Linked DNA regions of Mus musculus: region 1 is linked to region 2. Evidence: chromatin contacts called from public ChIA-PET data. All regions are on one chromosome and are shown on one strand. Each heading gives the region's core, a stretch centred on a gene start, on an enhancer-like site or on the middle of the called end of the contact. The rest is flanking DNA. Distances are from core to core; before and after follow the strand shown. Region 1 holds the start of Zfp286os (a long non-coding RNA gene). Region 2 holds the start of Ubb (ubiquitin B).

What was found. ChIA-PET counts read pairs in DNA pulled down with a chosen protein or histone mark.
Region 1: a contact with region 2 is called in an RNA polymerase II ChIA-PET map of memory CD8 T cells, with 36 read pairs. The contact joins the promoter of Zfp286os here to the promoter of Ubb in region 2. A contact is called at or near these places in 1 of 115 datasets of contacts at active chromatin or transcription factors (memory CD8 T cells) and 3 of 9 other capture datasets (adipose tissue, liver and pancreatic islet).

The regions. Positions count from the first base shown.
Region 1 is chr11:62,754,905-62,758,167 of GRCm38.p6, reverse strand. Zfp286os (a long non-coding RNA gene) reads right to left here and starts at 1,348. Exons shown (of 3, transcript XR_879919.3): 1 at 1,063-1,348. It also overlaps a transcript of Zfp286 not described here.
Region 2 is chr11:62,549,497-62,552,640 of GRCm38.p6, reverse strand. It overlaps Ubb (ubiquitin B), which reads right to left and starts at 1,470. Exons shown (of 2, transcript NM_011664.4): 1 at 1,046-1,470; 2 at 1-501. The coding sequence starts at 495.

The DNA.
Region 1 (3,263 bases), core at 99-2,598, 210 kb before region 2:
TGAACAGAGAAACCCACCAATCCCTGAGCTCCCCCAAGCTCAGGACTTGAAATCCTACCAATCCTCAATCCGGAAATCTCTGTGGGGGTTCTCCTCCCGCCCCCCAAAAGCTCCGCCCCTAGCTGTGTAAACCCTGCTCTTGGTTCAACTTCTTGCTGTCCACTCCTGGGAGCAGTGGCAGCCACCCCTGGATTTGTCCCTCGTCTCCCTGGATTCATCCTTCCACTAGATCTCTTTCCTGAGATTTGCTGTCTGGTGGGACTCTCTTATCAGAAGCAGCCAAGAAGCAATGAAGAGAAGGGAAGAATGAGAAAAGGGGAGCAAGGCTGAGTGAGCCTCGTGAGCAACTCGGCTCAGCTGGGGAGACCCTCTCCTGGGAGCTGCAATGCCTCTGCTGAGGAGACTTCCTCTCAGAGCTGTGTGGTTCCTGGGCCGGGTGTCTCGGGATGCTCTTCCATCGGGATAACCTTCTCCCCTCTGAGCAGTGTGGCTCCTGGGTTCCTGAGTCCCAGGATACACTTCCAGACTGGTCAAAGTGTGAACCTGTCCATCATCAAAGATCCAGTCTCTTGTAGAAAGAAGATGGACCGGTATGATGTCAGAACTGTGTGAAATCTCTTTCCCGGACCTAAGTTTCCCCACTGGCTGGCACCAGACCCCTTTAGCATATTTTCATCCCTGTCAGGAAAGTTAAAGAACCAAAAATGATAGTGTAGATAGATATCGCCAGTTTTCCAATCAAGAAATTCAAAGCCAAGCAAAGTGTGGACATTCACCAACTCTCCTGGCTTCTGAGACTTTATAGGTGGCCTCTCTGCTCTCTGGGTGCCTTTCTTTAGCAACACAGAGGTGACCTTAGAAAAGATCTTGCCAAAGGTTCCTAGTGCTAGAGAGTGACACGGCCGTGGCCTCTAGACACAAACATTCCAATGTGATTGTATTTCTTAGATTGCGCGGAAGGTTGATAATCAGTAAACTGTTCTTAATCGCGAGGAAGGTTAAATGAAGAGTCTCTGAATGAAGGTTAACGTTGGCCGCCTTGCGGCGCGGTTCCGTGCTCACCGAGCGCCCTCTGCCGGGCACACAGCGGCCGCCAGGTACTTCTGCCCGGGTGCAGACGGGGGTGCGCTTTCCCTTCGTGAGTGCACGGCCTGGCCGATCCGGACCTAGCCTATCGGACCCTCCCATCCCTGAGGAGAGCGGCCTGGGCCACAGAGGCGGGATGCTGTAGGTCTCCCCTGCGCCCTCTGGTGGAGCGGAGCTTCAGAGCTGCAGCGTCACCAAGACCTCAGCCCTACCCGGGCCGGAGCAGCGGACCGCGTCAGAGAGGAGGGTGGACAATCCAAGGCCAGCCTCACCGGAGATGGCTTAGCCTGAGAGCTGAGCTGCATTCCTTCACCGGGCAGCTTGCACTGGCTGGCTGATTTTAAGCCATTTCAAATGATCCCTTTTTAAGCCATTTGTCATTCCCTGGCACGATCGTGGAATAGAATAATGTGCATTGGTTGGGACATGCTGGACTGGTCCAGGGTGCTGTAAGCGCTGCCAGAGCGTGCACCCTTCCTTCTTTACTTTTAAATGCACTGATACGGGAACCACAAGTGAGGTTTCTCCTTAAGTCTGTTGATAATTGTGCAGTAGATGGAAGAAACTCTTGTAGTTTCTAAAAGAATTTACCTAATACTCATAGAGTAGATGTTAAGTCAAACTCAGGTAGACGAAGAAAGGGTGCAGAGCTACAACATTCCAGTTCTCCAGAATCACTAAAGTTTATTATTAATCGATCCGCCTTGTTTGTACAATCTTTAACACAGGTGTGTCTTTTTTTTTTTTTTTTTTTCTTTTTTCTTTCTGGAAACTTCAGGTCACAAACAGGCTAAACACTGTGTCTAGCTGTGTGGCTTGTGTCTTGGTTAAAGGGATAAGATGCTGCAAGGGTGGTTAGCACTGGCCACTTTTGTTCTTTGAGACAGCTTTAGAGAACTTTTTAAATTTTGTGTATTGGAATAATAATGCCCATCAGATTAGTGTAAAGATTAAATGAGAATGTGTTTTTAAAGTTGCTTGTGCAATGTCAGACCAACCAGCTGTGACTACATTTAATAATCTTATGAACCCTAGATCTCCGGGGGCGGGGGGGAGAGACAAGTTGGATCTCACTGATGTTGCAGGGGTCTTCCCTGTGTTTCATGGGGCTCATCCCTGTGTTCCCTCATGGGAGCCCTGTCTCAGGGTTCCTGCGTGGTGAGTCTGAAGTTTCTAAGGCAGGACTGGTTTGCACGGTTTACCACTCTTCCCTACATTCCTCTCGGCAGGACAGCCACCCTTTCAGAAAGCAGAAGCAGAGATGGCTGCTGGGATGTTTGCAATTGGACCCCTGGTAAGTCGGGGTCTACTGGTTCCTGCCTGCTGCGTTGTCTGGGGGGCATCTACTGTTCTGGAATCTCGAAGCTTCTCTGCCTCACCCACACTCCTTCAACTGAGACCAGAGCCACATTTTTTGACCTATAAAAAATGGGGCCACCCCAATAAAAGTTATTATGTGTAAAAGAAAGTGCTCTCTGTTGGGGGGACAAAGGCCCGTGTAACCACTGAGCACTAGGGAGCCAGGAATGCTAAACACACCCGAGCACCTCCTCAATGCAGGAAATAAAAACCTGGTTTTCACCCCCAGAAGACTTGGAGTGGATATTGTTGACATCTGGTGACCTTTTTGCTATCTATGGTGACCTGATTTTTCCATGTTCTAATAATCAAAATGTATGGTGTTTTCAGCACTAGGGTCTCGCTGTCAAGTTCTTGGAAGCAACCAAGAGCAGTGGCAATAGCTGGCATTGTTCCTTTTGAACTCGGTTGGGTGGTTTAACTCGGCTGTTCTGGCTCAAACTCCTCTCCGAGCTGACTGATTCACACTGGCTTCTCTGGGCTTCTCCTGAATTGCTGTTTAGCCTCAAACTAACTGTGTCGATCTCTTCTGGTCCTCTGGTGAGAGAACAAATATTCTGGGTTCAGACTCCATCTTAGAGAACTTGACCTAAGGTTCAACTCAAGCTAATTAACAAACAGGCATCTAGCACTAGTTTCTAGGTTATCCACCAACAAGACCTAAGTTTAGCACCAGTTTCCAGGTTGTTCCCTAACAAATCTACACCCCCCAGGTTACAAGCCTGCCCCTGACACTTCACTTCCTAACAACCACCAATCAGGAGGAAAACAGAAGTTAAGTTTCTGATTTGACTTTCAGCACCAGCCAATTATGTTAA
Region 2 (3,144 bases), core at 221-2,720:
GATGGTCTTGCCAGTCAGGGTCTTCACGAAGATCTGCATGCCACCCCTCAGACGGAGGACCAGGTGCAGGGTTGACTCTTTCTGGATGTTGTAATCAGAGAGGGTGCGGCCATCTTCCAGCTGCTTGCCGGCAAAGATCAGCCTCTGCTGGTCAGGGGGGATGCCCTCTTTATCCTGGATCTTGGCCTTCACGTTCTCGATGGTGTCACTGGGCTCCACCTCCAGGGTGATGGTCTTGCCGGTCAGGGTCTTCACGAAGATCTGCATGCCACCTCTCAGGCGAAGGACCAGGTGCAGGGTTGACTCCTTCTGGATGTTGTAATCAGAGAGGGTGCGGCCATCTTCCAGCTGCTTGCCGGCAAAGATCAGCCTCTGCTGGTCAGGGGGGATGCCCTCTTTATCCTGGATCTTGGCCTTCACGTTCTCGATGGTGTCACTGGGCTCCACCTCTAGGGTGATGGTCTTGCCGGTCAGGGTCTTCACGAAGATCTGCATTTTGACCTTGAATTTAAAAGGTAAAAATTTAAAAGCCTACTAAAATCTTCGATTCCCTACAAAATACTTCTACTCAAAACTCCTCCCCTTTTTGTCATAACATAAAACCTGTTTTGTCATGGTTTCAAACTGCTAAACCTTTCCAAAACACTAAACTGGCATTTGGAACATTCATCAACTGCGGGGCATCCAAGTTCGCTAACAATAGACATGATAAATTGAAAATAAAAAATATCCAGACCAGAAGCCATCGATAAAAATTCAAGTAATAAACAATGCCCGAGTGAGAAGTACCTCTTTTCTGCCTCCCCCCACTGAAATAACCACGATGGACTCTCCATCGGTTAAGCGTCCGTTAAGCTCCCTGGCGCGCGCGCCAGGGCCGCCCCCGCTCCGCGCACGCGACCAAGGCCCACTCTTCCCGGAAGGCCCGTTGCCGCGTCACGTCACCTCGCTCCCCTCCCCCACCCCAAGAAAAAAAAGGCCCGCTTAGCACCACGTAAGCCCCCTCTCTAAATCCTCCCATGATTCAAACGCCGTAGACAAATACCTGTTAACAAATGTGATGAAAGCACAAACCGCCCAGCGCGTCGAAACACCCTCACAGAAAGACCGCCGAACCGGACAAAGCCTCTCGTCACTGAGCTCAGTGGCCGCGCGAGCCGCTATTTATGCAGCGTCTGTTGCGTGACTGCTCACTCCTACGTAGCTGTTGTCTTCCTGCGCCACCGAAAGTAGTTCCGCGGGCCCCCACCTCCCCCAGACCAATTAGGCGTTTTTGCCGAGCTCCCGATTCTTCAGAACCAAAGAAAAGAGTACTACCAAACGAGAGACACTGTATTCCCGGCGTCTCGTCTCCTCTCGTGCAAAAAATTGAAAAAATCATCACGCGGATGAATCCAAGTTAAAGGGCCCTCCCTCGAAAGCTCTGGAAACCTCCTTGCGGCGCCAGCGCTGATTGGTGAGGAGTCAAAGATGAGGCCGACGCTGATTGGTGGAGGTCGCGGGCCGCTCGATTGTTGCTGGGCTCGGTTCTCGGGCAGTTTAACGTCGACGTTGCTAAGTAACCGAGTGCGCATGTGCGGGCGCTCGCCTTAGCGAAATACTGATGTTTCCTGCTTGAGGTGGGGGAGGGGCGTCTTCTCTTCCCGCGTCCGGAACCCCGCGTCCCGAGTTCCCCGTGGTTCTCTCGCACCCATCGCTCGGCGGCTTTACGCCACAGGGTGAATTGCGACCTCACCCTGCTCCCCCTGGCTGGACTCTAGCTTCGCCCAGGCCCCCTCCAGTATGAGCATTGATGCTTCCGTAGCCAGTGTTTTTAGTTGTTTTGTCTTGTGGCTTAGCCGCCCACGGGCCCAGATGTGGGTGGGAGTGGGGTGGCTGCCGGGCTGGAAGCTGAGGATTTAGCCAGAGACCCAGCCCAGAGCCCGGCCGGACTTACAGATTCTCTCCCTCCCCAGCAATCTACAAACAAAGGAAGGAAAGAGGAGAAATGCCTATTAGACTCAGTACCCGGGGTTCACCCACCTCTCCCATTGGGATGTCTATTGTGCAAAGGAAGGGAAGGGGCCCGTTAATCCTAGAACCTCAACCTCAGGACTAGGTTCTGAGGTTTTGGGTGTGGTTGCTTTTCCCTCATCGAGATCAACAAGGAAGGAGCAGAACTGCTCGGATTGCTTTGTCATGCGGAGTCACGAGGATGGCCATGTAAACAGTTTTGTTTGCATAGGCTACCGGCTTCCGTACAGTAAGAAGTCTAGCTACGCTAACAGATTAAACTTCACTCTGTAAAGGTTTACGAGTTATTACCATATTACTGAAGGAAACGTTAGGAACATAGCTGGTTTGCCTAGCATGAACCAAAAGCTCCAGTTTGATTCCCCAGCCCAAAGTCTGCTTTCTAGAATAAAGAGCAGGTAGAATTTTATTTGAAGTGAATTGAAATTCAGAAAATGTCTCCTTTGCATAGTATTTTATTTTTATTAGGAAGCATGAGTCGGACCTTGTTTCAACAAGCAGAGTATGTCTGAGTCAGACATTTTGAGGCACAGACTCAGCCAGAGTGCTGATCTTATGATTGATGCGATGACTTCATTGGGGTAAGTTCCAGCAATTGCCAGACGGGTTATTGCTTCCTAGTTTGTTTTGTTTTCAAAGTAGATCGTTTGGTGACTTCAACCCAGTAATAATATTTCAAAAGAATGGCATCTGGACAAGATAGATTTTTTTTTCCGTAGCATAGTTTTTGTTGCTTGTGCTGTGTTCACCCCTAGCCCCACCCCTTGGAGACTGGCCATCACTCTGTAGCCCTGGTTGGCCTGGGATGACTATGTAAATCAAGAGCTCACAAGAGATTCTCTTGGTTCTGTCTTCCGAGTGTTGGAATTAAAGACACGGACCATCGTGCCCAGCATGATGTAAACAGATTTTTTTAAAAAGTATTTTATATCTGAGTGTTTTCCTTGTATGTATGTCTATATAGTACCTGTGTATCTGGTACCTGAGGAGCTCAGGAGGGTACCAGATACCCTAGAACTATACAGACTGCTGAGTACTTGTGTGGCTGCTTGGGAATCGAGCAGCTAGTGCTCTTAACTGCTCCAGCCCTCTATAAACAGATTTAAAAAAAAAAAAAGACAGTATAAATTT